Regions from separate parts of the Lactuca sativa genome. Here region 2 is linked to region 1. Evidence: chromatin contacts called from public Hi-C data. All regions are on one chromosome and are shown on one strand. Each heading gives the region's core, a stretch centred on a gene start, on an enhancer-like site or on the middle of the called end of the contact. The rest is flanking DNA. Distances are from core to core; before and after follow the strand shown.

What was found. A called contact is a pair of places that touch in the nucleus more often than the background predicts.
Region 2: a Hi-C map of leaf shows a contact between it and region 1, with 4 times the contacts expected there. The contact joins the promoter of LOC111900937 here to the promoter of LOC111900936 in region 1. A contact is called at or near these places in 2 of 4 Hi-C or Micro-C datasets (leaf and seed).

Annotation. Positions count from the first base shown.
Region 1 is chr8:252,348,504-252,355,319 of Lsat_Salinas_v11, reverse strand. It overlaps LOC111900936 (7-ethoxycoumarin O-deethylase), which reads right to left and starts at 3,709. Exons shown (of 2, transcript XM_023896804.3): 1 at 2,736-3,709; 2 at 1-633. The coding sequence starts at 3,611. The coding sequence ends at 25. LOC128127591 (a long non-coding RNA gene) reads left to right here and starts at 3,548. Exons shown (of 3, transcript XR_008225487.1): 1 at 3,548-3,684; 2 at 4,150-4,321; 3 at 4,559-5,470.
Region 2 is chr8:252,491,520-252,498,335 of Lsat_Salinas_v11, reverse strand. It overlaps LOC111900937 (conserved oligomeric Golgi complex subunit 5), which reads right to left and starts at 4,319. Exons shown (of 3, transcript XM_023896806.3): 1 at 3,131-4,319; 2 at 2,214-2,687; 3 at 1,055-2,121. The coding sequence starts at 4,222. The coding sequence ends at 1,177.

The DNA.
Region 1 (6,816 bases), core at 2,460-4,959:
AAATACCATACAAATGGGTAGAGGCTAATCTATTGGAATTGGAACAACACAAAGAGGGTTGGCCTTTTGCAAAGTGATTCCAAACTTCTCGCTCATGTCAATGTTTTTATCTCTAAGTCCACCATCAATGTTCCAATCAAAATTATTGATTAGTGTTCCTAACATCACAGGAAGCATGCGGATAGCAAGTGGCAAACCAGGACATATTCTTCTTCCAGCACCAAACGGGATTAGCTCAAAATCCCGACCCTGAACATCAAGACTTGAGGTCAAGAATCTTTCTGGTTTGAACATTAATGAGTCATCCCACGTGGTTGAGTCTCGTCCTATGGCCCATACATTGACAAGCACTTGTGTCCCCTTGGGTACAATGAAGCCATTGAGTTTGACTTCACTATGAATTTTTCGAGGGATCAACAAAGGGACAGGTGGATGAATCCTTAGTGTTTCTTTCACGATGCACCATAAGTAAGGTAGCTTTAAGATGTCAGATTCTTCTACGATTTTTCCTTTACCAATAACTTCTTCGAGCTCATGTTTTGCTTTCGTCATGATATGTGGGTTGCGTAGTACTTCTGTCATTGCCCATTCTAAACTGTTTGAAGTCGTATCGGTGCCGGCGGCAAACAGGTCCTACAACATATATTATATAACATGATATTAAAATAATAATAAAAATACCGAATTAGTTGTAGCTTGAAATTTGCTTTGCAAATAACTTAATAATACTTCGAGACTTGTACTCTTGTAGGTGTATATCGGTTGTTGCCACGTACTGAAGTCTACAAAATAGTGTGTATGTACTAAATTTTTTAATGAAGGTTGATGGTGCCACGTTTTTTTAAATAAAATCAAACTAATTGAAAAATAATGACAATTAAAAATGAAAGTTTATTTATTTACGGCAATACGAAAACATAATAGTTGCTTTGGTGAAAAGTTGACTTTGATGAAATCGATGAATTTCAGAATTTGACTATGTTGATATCTTAGGATTAAACAGAATCCCATATAAACTTGTAGTACCGAGGTCTTTGGGTTATATATTTGATGTTTAATGAGGTTTACTAATTTTATGGTAGTTTTGTATTTTTTTTATGAATTCGAACTAAATTCAATTTGGTTGAGTCTTTACCAAATTGTGATTCTTAAGTTACTTTTGATTATTGATCAATCGGCAACGAAATGGAATACTTTAGTTCCTATTAAGATTAAACTTTAAAGTGTTAGCTTGGTTTTGTTTCTTAATAAACTCCCGATAAAAGATAACTTGGGCCAGGAAAATATTGAAGTCGATAATCTTTTGTGTATTCTATGTGATTCGTATGGGGAGAATCTTCAGAACTATTTGGATCCAAATCGCGAGATGGTGAAATATAGAGAAACCGGTCTTTATAATTTAATTGTCAGAACTTTATTTAGAAAACAACAATTTTTATAGTGGTCCTTATACACACTTATTGTACCACTATAATTAGAATACCAAATGTCTAAAAAAAATCTAAATCGACATCAGTAATAAATACATAAATAATATCTTTATTATAAAAAATAAAAAACCGATGTAACCACTGAATTTAGTATAATAAAATAAACTATATTTTGTTATTATTTTCGGTTTTTTTTTTTAATTAGACGGTTGGCATAAAGGTTTGACATTGTGATCCAACTTGTGTTGACTCCTATTAGAAATTAGAAAATTAGAATACTTAGTTTTAAATCCATCATCACTAACCACGTTGACGATGTTTATAATAAAATAAAATTAGTAGTTAATATATCATTGAAAATATATGGTCTTTTATAATTAAGGGTTGATTTAACAGCATTCTGAGTGGTTTTTAATCGAGAAGCATAATCAACTTAATAGCTATTTTTTTTTTGAAATCGGCGGATATTATTAAAACCATGGCTTAAAAGAAAAAGACCGGACACAAAATAAATAACAAAACAAATTTACAAAATGTTAAAAGATCAATAATTGAGATTTTAGTAATTTTTTTCTTTTATTTTATAAAATTAATGATATTAAATCAGCGTATTATATTCTCTTCCCTTATTTATATTTAACTATCATTCAAAGTTTTATTATATTTTAACAAATTAACATGTTCATGTCCAATAATAACATAAAATATTTAAAATATTTAACGCTTGTATATTCTTTTTATTTTTTATTTTTAATTATATACATAATAATCTTATCATAACTTTTATTTAAAATTCATTTTTAATTATCAACTATAAAAACAAATACTTATTTCAAAATGTGTCATGTAAACAAAAAAAACATAAACCGAAGCTGTACTCCTATAATACATAGATATTATTATCATTTATTGTATAATATAATATATTTATAATAAAAAAAAGCCTTATCTAAAATTGTAATTTTCACTTTCACTTCTTGGTAGAAGAAAATCAATACACATGTATTCGACAATCACAACTTCATGTTATAAATATTAGATAATATCGAGATTTATTTTTAACTCAATTATTAAATAAAAAAACCAAAATGTTTAATATTCTCATATATTAGTACAAAATATAGTTTAATTGGCAGGAGACAGGAGTCATATGTATTCGACCAAAATCAAGATCCGGGCAAAAACCCTAGAAAAAGATATTTGATACTTTAATCAGATTATGGTTATAGTCTTATAGACATGCGTTAATTAACTTCATATATACCATTTATGCATTTAAACCTATATTTGAAATACAAGACGTACCAAAAACAAGCTCTTGATATGTGCTCGATTGATCTCATCTGGATTCTCTTGACTGAGTTTGAGACACACATCCAATACGTCTTCATGCTTGGATCCATTCATCACTAACCTCTCTTCAATCAATTCCTCAGAAATCTCAAAAATCTTCCCAAAATAATGTGTCATTCTCCTCTTGATCCCTTGTGGATCGATCTTCTTTAACAACGGGAAAAAGTCAACAAGATTTGGCTTTCCGGCCTCGACCATGATGTTTCCAACCAGCTCCTTGAACTCTTTACCGGAATCCTCATACGGGTCTGTTAAATCTATGGAGAAAATAGTGTTGGATAAGAGATTCAGGGTAGTTCTGAAAGCAGCTCGACCGATGTCCACCGGATCTTTGCACGCGCCGGCTTTTCTACAGTACGCCACTAGTTCTTGAACTTTCTTTCTCCGTAAATGTTGGTTAGTATCAAGGGAGTTGCCGGTGAAAATGTTGGTGTTAAGGATCTTGCGTAGAGTCCGCCACTGTGTGGAAACGGGGAGCCAGACGGTGGAGTAATGGGAGTGGTTGTGGGCGTTGAGAGCGTCGGGTATATGGCGGGAGGAGAAAGCAAGGTCTTGCTTTTGGAGGACTTCTTTGGCGGCAGCGGCGGAGGAGATGACTAGTGCGGTGGTGCGACCAAGTTTAAGGAACATAACTGGGCCATAGATCTTGGCTAGATTGGCTAGGGATTGGTGTGGGTGGTCGCCGAGCAAGTGGAGGTTTCCGATGATCGGCAGCGGGGCTGGGCCTGGAGGTAGGTTCTTGGGCTTACCGATACCAAAAACTGTGGAAATGATTCCGATAAGTGCGCAAGATGAGAACAGACCTAACGCGATAATCACAAACTCCATTACTGTTAGATTTTGCACTTTCACGGGATATGCAGGGGAGTTTATGATATGGTGACGGATATTGTTTAATTAGGTTATCTTAATTCTTTTATTAAATCCTCACATTCGGATAATACTTATTTTATATCATTGCATTCACCACAAATCATAGACCAAATCTTTGACTTTCATACCCATATTTATTTGAACAATATATATATATATATATATATATATATATATATATATATATATATATATATATATATATATATATATATATATATATATATATATATATATATATATATATATATATATATATATATATATATATAGATAGATAGATAGAGAGAGAGAGAGATAAATTCAAATGTTTAAAGTAATTATTGTGTTTTTGTATGCATAAATGTGGGCCAATCATAATTAAATAAAAATTTAAATAATTAAATAAATAAACAAGGGTATTTTAATAATTTGATAAATATCTTCCACAAATAGTCCATGTAATCACGCTAACATTCACTTGTAACCTAATTTCTTTTTTTATATACAACAGGTCATCGTCTTCCACAAATCGTCTTCATCCCTCCATTCACAATCGAGCTAGCCTTCCCTCCCTGATACTTCCGATCATTGTGGCCATTATCTGCTTCTAATTAGTCGATGGTCCCAATCGTTGCTTCCCCAGTTGTCGCGCAAACACACACACGCATATCATTGCGCCCAAGGTATTCCCTCCAGATCCACCTCTATTTCTTCCTTTATTTATCAATGTCTTCCGATCGAAATATGTTGTTTCGGGTGTTGCATTATTTTGAATTTTTGATTTTGATGTTAATATTCTGATAAAATCAAGAGAAATTTGTGTTTTTATGATTTCATCTCAAAAGAAGAATCAAAGCTAAATTCTCGAGGTGTATATTCCGTGAATGATGTTTCTCCTTTTGATTCTTTGTTATCTACAGAATTCTTCATCTGGGTTGGCGTGGAAACTCTCATTGATTGTGATCTTAAGTCAAGAATCCCAACAGAAGGTTTTGTAAAATGCGAAGTTTCATCTGATATTTTCTCTGATCTCATTGATTTTGAACGCCAATTCAATGGAATTGAGAGTTGGAATCAGAAACAGTTTCTCTGAATTTCTCCTCTAACTTGATTAGAACCAAACCCCTAAACTTTCCCTTTTTATTTCATCCCCAAAAGTTGAAGAAGAATCTTGAATTACTGATTTCACAGCAGCAGAATCCAAACTTTTAGAACCAATATTTTTTTTTTTATTGTTTTGCGTTTACTTAATTGCTCAAAAACAAAGTTTTTGTCATCAATAACAACCATGGATTCCCTTATAAAATTCTGATTTAGCTTCTTCCTATCAGATTTAGCTTCTTCTTATCCGATTTAGCTTCTTCCTATCGCATGGACCCTTAATTTGCAAAGGTTTGATCATCTACATAGCTTGTCTTTTTCTGATTCTTTTGACAGGAAATGATTACTTTGCTTTTCATTCAAATTTTTTTTCCTGATTTAACACTTCATTTATGTGGACAGTGCAGGATCTTGACAATGTTGAATTCTGAAAAGGTATCAAGTATGTTTATGTAGATGATTCAATGAATGATATATTGGTGAGATTCCAATTCTATTGGAATGGAATGACGAATTCCAATTCTGTTGGAATCACAGAAGTTGATGCTTGAAGAACAGACCACAAAATTGAAATGGACCACATTATTCTTTTAGAATGTATTAGTCATTGTTAGATTTTAATGTTTTCTTTCCCGTTTTGATTGTTATTAAGTTTTATTCTTTAACAATAAATGTAATTTTTAACAATTGTTATCCGTATTCTATAAGAAATATTGTATTTTTTGTTTTTATTCTTCAATTGATTGTTCAAGAATTTGTTATTCTACCAGAAGTTTTTAAATTCATGATCAAGAAATAAGTTCAAGAATATTTTTATTATTTATGGTTCAACAATATTTTTATTTTTGAATATACTCATAAACATATTCTGCCAGAATGTCCGAATTAAAAGAATTATAATTTGTAAAATCGGATTTTTAAAATTAATAGAATATATGATCCCTTAAAAAATGCAATTTTTTTTATTAAATCTATATTAATTGACTAAATTACCCTTGTAATTAATTAAGATGATATTTTCAATTATATTTAATTCAATAATATATATATATATATATATATATATATATATATATATATATATATATATATATATATATATATTAATCACTTTCTTAAAATAAGTAAATTTAATTGGCCCACATTTATGCATACAATAACACAATAATTAGTTTGAATTGAATAACTTAAGCTTATATATATATATATATATATATATATATATATATATATATATATATATATATATATATATATATATATATATATATATATATATATATATAACATGATATTAAAGTAATAAAAAACTTACTGAATTAATTGTAGCTTGAAGTTTATTTTGCAAATGATTTAATAATACTTCCACACTTGTATTTGCATATTGTTGCTGCCAACTGAAGTCTACAAAATAGTGTGTACGATAGTAAATTTTATTAACAATGATTGATAGGGCCATGTTCTTGAAATAAAATCAAACTAGTTGATAAATAATGACAAGTTTTATTAACCTGCTGCCTAGAAAGAGCCTAGGCAAGGAAAGGAAAAAAAACAAATACACAATTAAGAAAGGATTACAACACCAAAGAACCCAATTATAATTTCTGAATCTCCCCCTATACTTCATCCAGCTGAAAACTGAAGAAATCATATCATCACCCACCTTAGATCGGTCCTTTTTCCTAGTTTTCCGATTCTTGTCACAACAATAATTACAATTTTTGCAATCTGAATTAGAATTGGGCTCTCCACCTTGGGCTTGTGATGTATTATTGTTTTTATTTCCTTGTGGGCTACGATTTGATTTGTGCCCATTAGCTGACCCAAATCCAGATCCATTGTTTTGATTAAATCCACCGGATCCACCTGCCCCTTTCAACCTTCCTTTCGCTCCAGTATGTTACCTCGACACGCCTGTACCACCAGATGACGACCCACCTCCATCTCCGATCGATTTTACAAATAGCACCTTCGATTGATCGCTCCCATCGACATCTTCTTCCCTTACTCTTTCCTCGTAGGCCTTCAATTGCCCAACCACATCCTCGTATCCAACAGTTTTCAGGTCAAGAACTTG
Region 2 (6,816 bases), core at 3,070-5,569, 140 kb before region 1:
AATGGGTGTTTCATTTTCTTTCATAATGTAGTTATCTGGTGTTCTTTTTTTTTTTTTTTTTTTTTTTTTCTTTTTAATGATGCTTTTGCGATGATGTTGAATAGTTTGTTTTTGAGGACTTTCCTTTGCTTTGACACTTCTACGCTTTCTATTCTGGACATGTTCCTTAGTCTCTACACTTGCTAACTATGTCGACTTGTCCGTGTCACATGCTTTTGTTTGTACTTTCTGGCATATCTTGAATACTTTTATCCTTACAAGGATGCTAGAGACCATGTTATCCCCTTTACGCCCTTGTGAACTTGTTTATGAATGTGTTCTTATCACTGTACTTTTCTATCTCAATTGCTTGGTGTGTTAACGTATTCTTTCATTCATTGTTGTTGTGCGAGTGGTTCGTGGAGTCTGACATGACTTCTTCTTCTTTTGATTGATTATCTTAGCCTCTTTCAACTTGTATGGTCCACTTGAGCCCCCAATTGCTAGTGACATGTCTTGTGTCTGTATGAGTGATCTTTTTGCGATAAGTTGTCCTAGAACTGCTAGATTTTTGTTAAAATCTTACTCTTCTTTTGTTTTATGCGGACACCATTGTGAGTCATCCGTGATTTCCTTGATAATCCTAGCATGCATGATTTTTTTTGTTTTAAACTTTTTGCACATGATCATAGCTTTTAACTTGTTCTTTCTCATGCATGCTCCATCTTCGATGTGGCATGCTATGTTCTTTTGTTTACATAATGGCCAATTATGGTGATACGCGTATCGTTCTGACTTTACCGTTGCTATTGGCTTGCTTATCATTGTTCTTATTCCCAATTTGGTGTGTAATTTGATCATATGGATCATTGAAATCAATTCATTATCCTTTGATAAATAAATCAACAACGTTTTACTCATACTGCCTTTCATTCAACACTTTTTTCCCGTAAATTATAAACATTTTGGTTTTTCAAACGTAGCCGAGTGATTATGAAGGGGGAAGGTCCTCACTCAGCGTTTTTTGGATATAGTATAAGATCCCACTGCACCGGTTACTAACAGTATTGCAAAGTCTAAAGAAATCATTTTTCATTAAACCGAAGCAACCAAAACCTTATACAATAACACGAATAAACAATTACGTCCAAATACGTATTAAAAAAAAAACATATTATAAACCCAAAAATCTATGATCTAAGCTTTCCTTGAACTGATATTATTTTCCGATATAGACTCACCTATACTCAACATAAGCGGATAAACAGGACTAAACTCCTTCTCCCCTCTCGCCCTAACACCAACTGCATAATCATCCAAAGTCGCCTTAATCCCTTTCCAAATCTGATCCTCTCCTTGCGAATCCAACCACAACGAATACTGTAAAGCCGTAAGTTTATTCCGTTGCATCGGTGACTGCAACTCATCCGGGCCCCGCGAATACAAATGATGCAACACAACACTCGGTGGCAAATCCTGGATCACCGGTGACGACCCGAGTTGACTCGTTTCCAAAAAGATAACCGGGCGCAACGCGCGTAAGGCCCGATACGGTGCACCGAGTTGCTCAACCGGGTACAAGTTTTGACCCACGGATAGTTCCAACTCAGCCATGTCTCGAGCCATTCGGAGTTTCCCGGACTCAGACAGCGGTCGAACCAGGGACGCGTGTCGGATGAAGAAGATCAGGACTCGAGCCGCCATGGTTCGGACCAGACGCATGCAAATGGTTTCGGTTCCGATTCCGATTCCGGTTCCGGTTCCTTTGGCGGATGAGGGGAGGAGTCGGGAAAGGAATTCGGTGCGGAAATGGGTGATGTGCTTTTGGAGGTCTTCCATGTACGGTGATGAGTTGTTGTCCATGGCGGCATCGGCTCCGTGGGCCCCGAAGTTTTGGTTGTGGATTTGGAGGATGGTGGATTCGAGGCGGTCGAGCATGGATTGGAATAGGGAGGTGACGGAATCGCAGGCGACTTCGTAGATCGTGTTGAGGGAGGGGGAGAGGACGTCGGTGGCGATTGGCGGTGTTATGGCGGAGATGCTGATGTGGATGTCTTGTAGGTGTTGACAGAGTGTGAAGTTTTTTACTTGCGCGGGTGTCGCGGGCCCCGTTATCTGACGCGCTTCAGGTCCCGTTGCTATCTATAGATTTTTTTTTTTTATTATAATCAGTTAATATGTTTTGTTGTAAGCAACCAAAGAAAACAAGGAAAAGGGTAAAAATGTAATTTCACCTGGTACTCGGCACGTTGAGCAAGTAGAAGGAGGACTTTGCTGATTTCACGGAGGACAAGAAGTGTCAAGCGTGCATCCATTTGAACAGCTTCAATTTCTTCTTGAATTCGTGAGATAATTCTTGAAATATGTTCTTTAGAGGGAATACTACCACGGTTTGACATAGGGAATACAGAGTTGACAAGATCTGATAGGCGACTCAAACAAAGGGTCAAGAAAGCTGTCTGAAACACTTCAATGGCAGCTACCATTTGATCTCTACCTTCAACTGTTATGGCAGGTAAAACCCCTTTGACATCTGTGTCTCGAGAAATTCTTTCAAGAAGATTTTCTATCATGGAGAAGAGCTTTGGGTATCCAACTGTGAATATCTCTTTGACAAAACTTGATGCTGTGAAAGTGGATTTCATTTGGTTTGCGAATGATTTTACAATTGCCTCCCACACACGAGTGGTTAAGATAGAGTCGCCTTCCTACAAACAAATTTAATAGAAAAAGATATAAGCTTCATGCAGATGAAAAGACATGAATGCCCTCCTCTTCCGCTTCTACATAGAAAACATCCCTAGAAAGCTTGTTCAGTTTTGTATTGTGTAAAAAAGAAACATTCATATGTAATGTATTGGATTAAGAACTGAATCAAAAAGTAAGAACTGGTGGTAGAACTATATCCAAACACCCTGTTACTTAAAAGAGATTCATCAAAATGTATTGTATTAGTCATGATCTAAGTTTCCTTGCCCTGTAAATTTTGAAGCATCATTATTATATAATAACAGCACACAGTTATCTAACTTAATGCTAAGAGTATATATAAGTATATAACCTACTCATCAAGGATTCAGCAAGAGGAACTCAAAGAATCATACTGAATTAACATAAACGAATTGAAAATGAGATTACAGCATCAACTCACCTGCATCACTTCATCAAGTAGCAAGGCATGAGTGAAGGGATCCCTTTTCTTTGATAACACCCTCTGCAAATGCCAAATGGCAACCACGACTGAATGCAAATGATCCATACAAACAGCCATCCTCTGCCATAATGCATCTTTGGCCTTACCACCACCACCGAGCTGTGGTGTTCCACTCCTTTGTATCCCTCCCGGACCACCAAAACTACCACCACCGGATGTAGATATCGCCTTCATATCCAAGGCAACACTCACACTCTTTACACCCTGAGTCTTATACTTGTTTATCAAAGTATCTACCGTTGTCCGCAACTCCCCTAGATTGTAGAACACCTGTAAGCCAGCACCAACCTCTGCCTGATTAAAACTTTCAAGACCCCTTTCAAGTACTTTCATTCCTTCAGAGCGCAACCTCTGGCCTGCTTCGTATATCCATTTCAGTTCCTCATCGACTGGGACAATTCCAGATAGATCATTTTCATTGCAGAGGCGCAATATCTCACTGTGTAATTGAGCAGCTTTGGAGAGATCGAGTTTCTCGGCTTCGGGTTCCGCCATCACGTCGCGTAGCTTCTTGGAGAGACGGAGTACACGGACAGTGGACTGAAGGAGATCGACGGTGAAATGGAGGTTAGAGAGTTGAACCGTTTTAGATCGGATCTGACGGTTTGGATCGGCGATCTCGGAACGGACGAGGCGTACGGAGGATTGGAGAGTCGAGACGGCGGACCGAATGGAGGAGAGAGAGGATTCGGCATCCTTGACGGAAGAGAGCTGCGAGAGAAGATCGTTGTGACGAGACAGGACTTCGGAACGGAGCTGCTTCTCTAGGAGGCGAATGCCGTCTTGGATCTTCTCGGCACGAGCAGCAGCTGTGCCTGAAGAGAGCGCCTCAGAGGAGAACCGGGTTGAGTCGAAATCGGAGGAGAGGAATTTGGAGAAAATTGGGTCGGAGGCAAAGGAATCTAAGAGTGATGAGGAAGAGGATGGAGGGCTGGACGATGATGGGGTTCCGGAGGTGGTGGCAGTGGTTCTGTCTTTGAAGGTAGGGAGGCGCTGAATTGATGAACGCTGGACCGCCGGCGATGCCATTCTTCCCCGATCGGATGCAGATATGGGTAATCCGCACCGGGAACAAATTTTATTAAGCAACTGAGAAACAATTATCCACCGATACGCGACAGTCAACTACCTCTCACTCCAATCAGAAAATAACCATCATAACCCTTTTTTTTTATTTATTTTTTATTTTTTACTACTCCCTCCGTCGCAATATTATTGTCCACGGACAAAAAACACACAGATTAAGGAAGCATTAATTACCACTAACTTTATACAATAAAATGACAGTTTTGTCATTACTCTGCATTTACGCCTTGTTCCCGAGTTTTTTTGTAAATTCATTAAAAGAAAGGGAAGGAAAATTTTGACGGAAAGAAAGGGAGGTGAAGGAAAATATTCATTATTATGTGTTCCCGAGTTCGAAGGAAATGAAAGGAAATGGAAGGAAAATTTTAAGTTTTTGTGTTCCCGAGTTAAGAGGAAAAAGCAAATAAAGCATAAAATTTTCCTTCCCTTCACTTTCTTCCCAAATCCGCCCAATTTGGGAGGAAAATTTGAAAGGAAAATATGACTCCAAAATCCTTCCCCTCCCCTCACTTTCCTTCCATTAATGAAACTCGGGAACACGATTTTCCTTCGACACCCCTCACTTTCCCTCCGTATCCTCCCATTTATCTCCTTAAGTAGAACTCGGGAACAAAGCGTTAATGTTCTATTAAATGCTTAGTTGTTTAAGTAATAATTATGGGGTATTTTGGTAAAAATGCTATTTATTTTTAGAAGTGGACTATTATTTTAGGACAAACCAAAAAGGAAAGACAGACTATAATTTTGGGACGGAGGGAGTACAAAACTAGGATTTTACCGTCAGTCCATTGCGGTGGCAGTAACGTAGTCAAGAAGTAGTAGAAAATAAGTTGTTATATTTTAAACACAAATTTAAGAAGACTTAAATTGACAAACCATAATAGTGAAATGGCAAAGTCATGCAAAGCGAAACTGTATTATATACAAAACGTATATGAATATAAGTAAGATGCAAATAATTAAAAAAAATATTACATGTGATCTGGCTCATACGTAGAAAGCGTACATAAAAATAAGCACCAGAACGTAAAAAAATTACAAAGAAACGTAGGCGAACTCGAATTTATACCGAAACATACATAAAAAAACAAATAATTTTTTAAATTAACGAACTAAAGGTTCTAAATTTACATCGAAACGTTGAGGGCAAATGTCATATTAGCCTATCAAACTTATCGTGTTTGTTTTAAAAGGTCATTAATTTTTTTTTTCACATTAAAGGAATAAACTCTCATATGACCATTTAATTACATCATTTTACGTTTTATCGATTGTAAAAGGTATAACCTATATTTTCGTGACATGGGCCTCCACCGTGGATTATTACTGTTGTAATGTTGGTCCCCAAGATTGTCTAGTCATCGTGAATGATCCCCCTTATAAATTGAAGGGATATCCTAAATCCGTCTTCCCCACCCGCTTTGTTACCCTAATCCGTAACCTTCACATAATACCACCGGGTTCGCTTTTTTCCCACTTATAAATCAAGATGGCCTCAGAACAAAGCTTCTCCTATGGTGGTTTCAGAGTTTCAGACCTAGACGTACCAACTGATTAAGAGCTTCACGCCATGGAAACCCAAGTGCAAATTAAGGAAATGAGAGATGAAATGTGACAGCAGCTTGGCGAATTTAGCGAGGAAATATGCTACTTGAAAAGGATAATGACGATGATGGGTGCTGTTGGAGTTGCAGTGATGTCGTTGATCGGGGTTCATGTTTGTGTCGAATGTTCTGGGTGGGGATTTTAGGGGGTGTAGTTTAGTTCGTAGGTAGCATGATGACGATTAGCGTTTTTTGGGTTATTTTGGTTGTCGAAGGTGGTTTGTTTTTGTCTAAGTTCGTCAATTGCTAGTATAATATGTTTGTATTAGGGTATGTGTTGTTGGTTATTTTGATCAGTGGTGCTTGTTGACGATGTTAGGGTTTTTAGAACCATCTTTTTTTTTTTTTTTTTGGGGGGGGGGGGGGGGGTTTAGTAACACAATAACCTCAGTTGTAATGTATGGCCTCTTCGATGAATGAAATGAAATGTAGTTCCTATTAGTTCCTATTAACTGTAATGGTCTTGATTATGATGACATGTACGGATTTAGAAAAGATCTAATGTATCATCATGTAAATTATGAACACCTGGAGTAAATAAATCTTGTTAAACTCTCATTAGATGTAGAAAGAACGTATAAATGGGTTTTGTAAAAATTCTCTCTCTAGTCTAACACTCCAAAATGATTATTAGACTAAATGAGTGTCACTCACTTCCTTATAAAGGAAAGACAACTCATTACACACATACAAAGCAGTAAAACACAAATATATCCAAGCGTGACTTTGCACCCTAACATTCTCCCCCTCAAAGTTAGGATTGGATGTCCGACTTTAATATCCAACGAGCTCGCGCGATCAAGACCAAAATCTCCCTCGAAGTAACACCGGTCTTCAAAATCCGCAATGAATATATGAAAAACCCGCTTCAAATACCCATCATTCTCCCCCTTTTTATAATAAAAAAATGATTATAAACCCCATTAAGGGTGA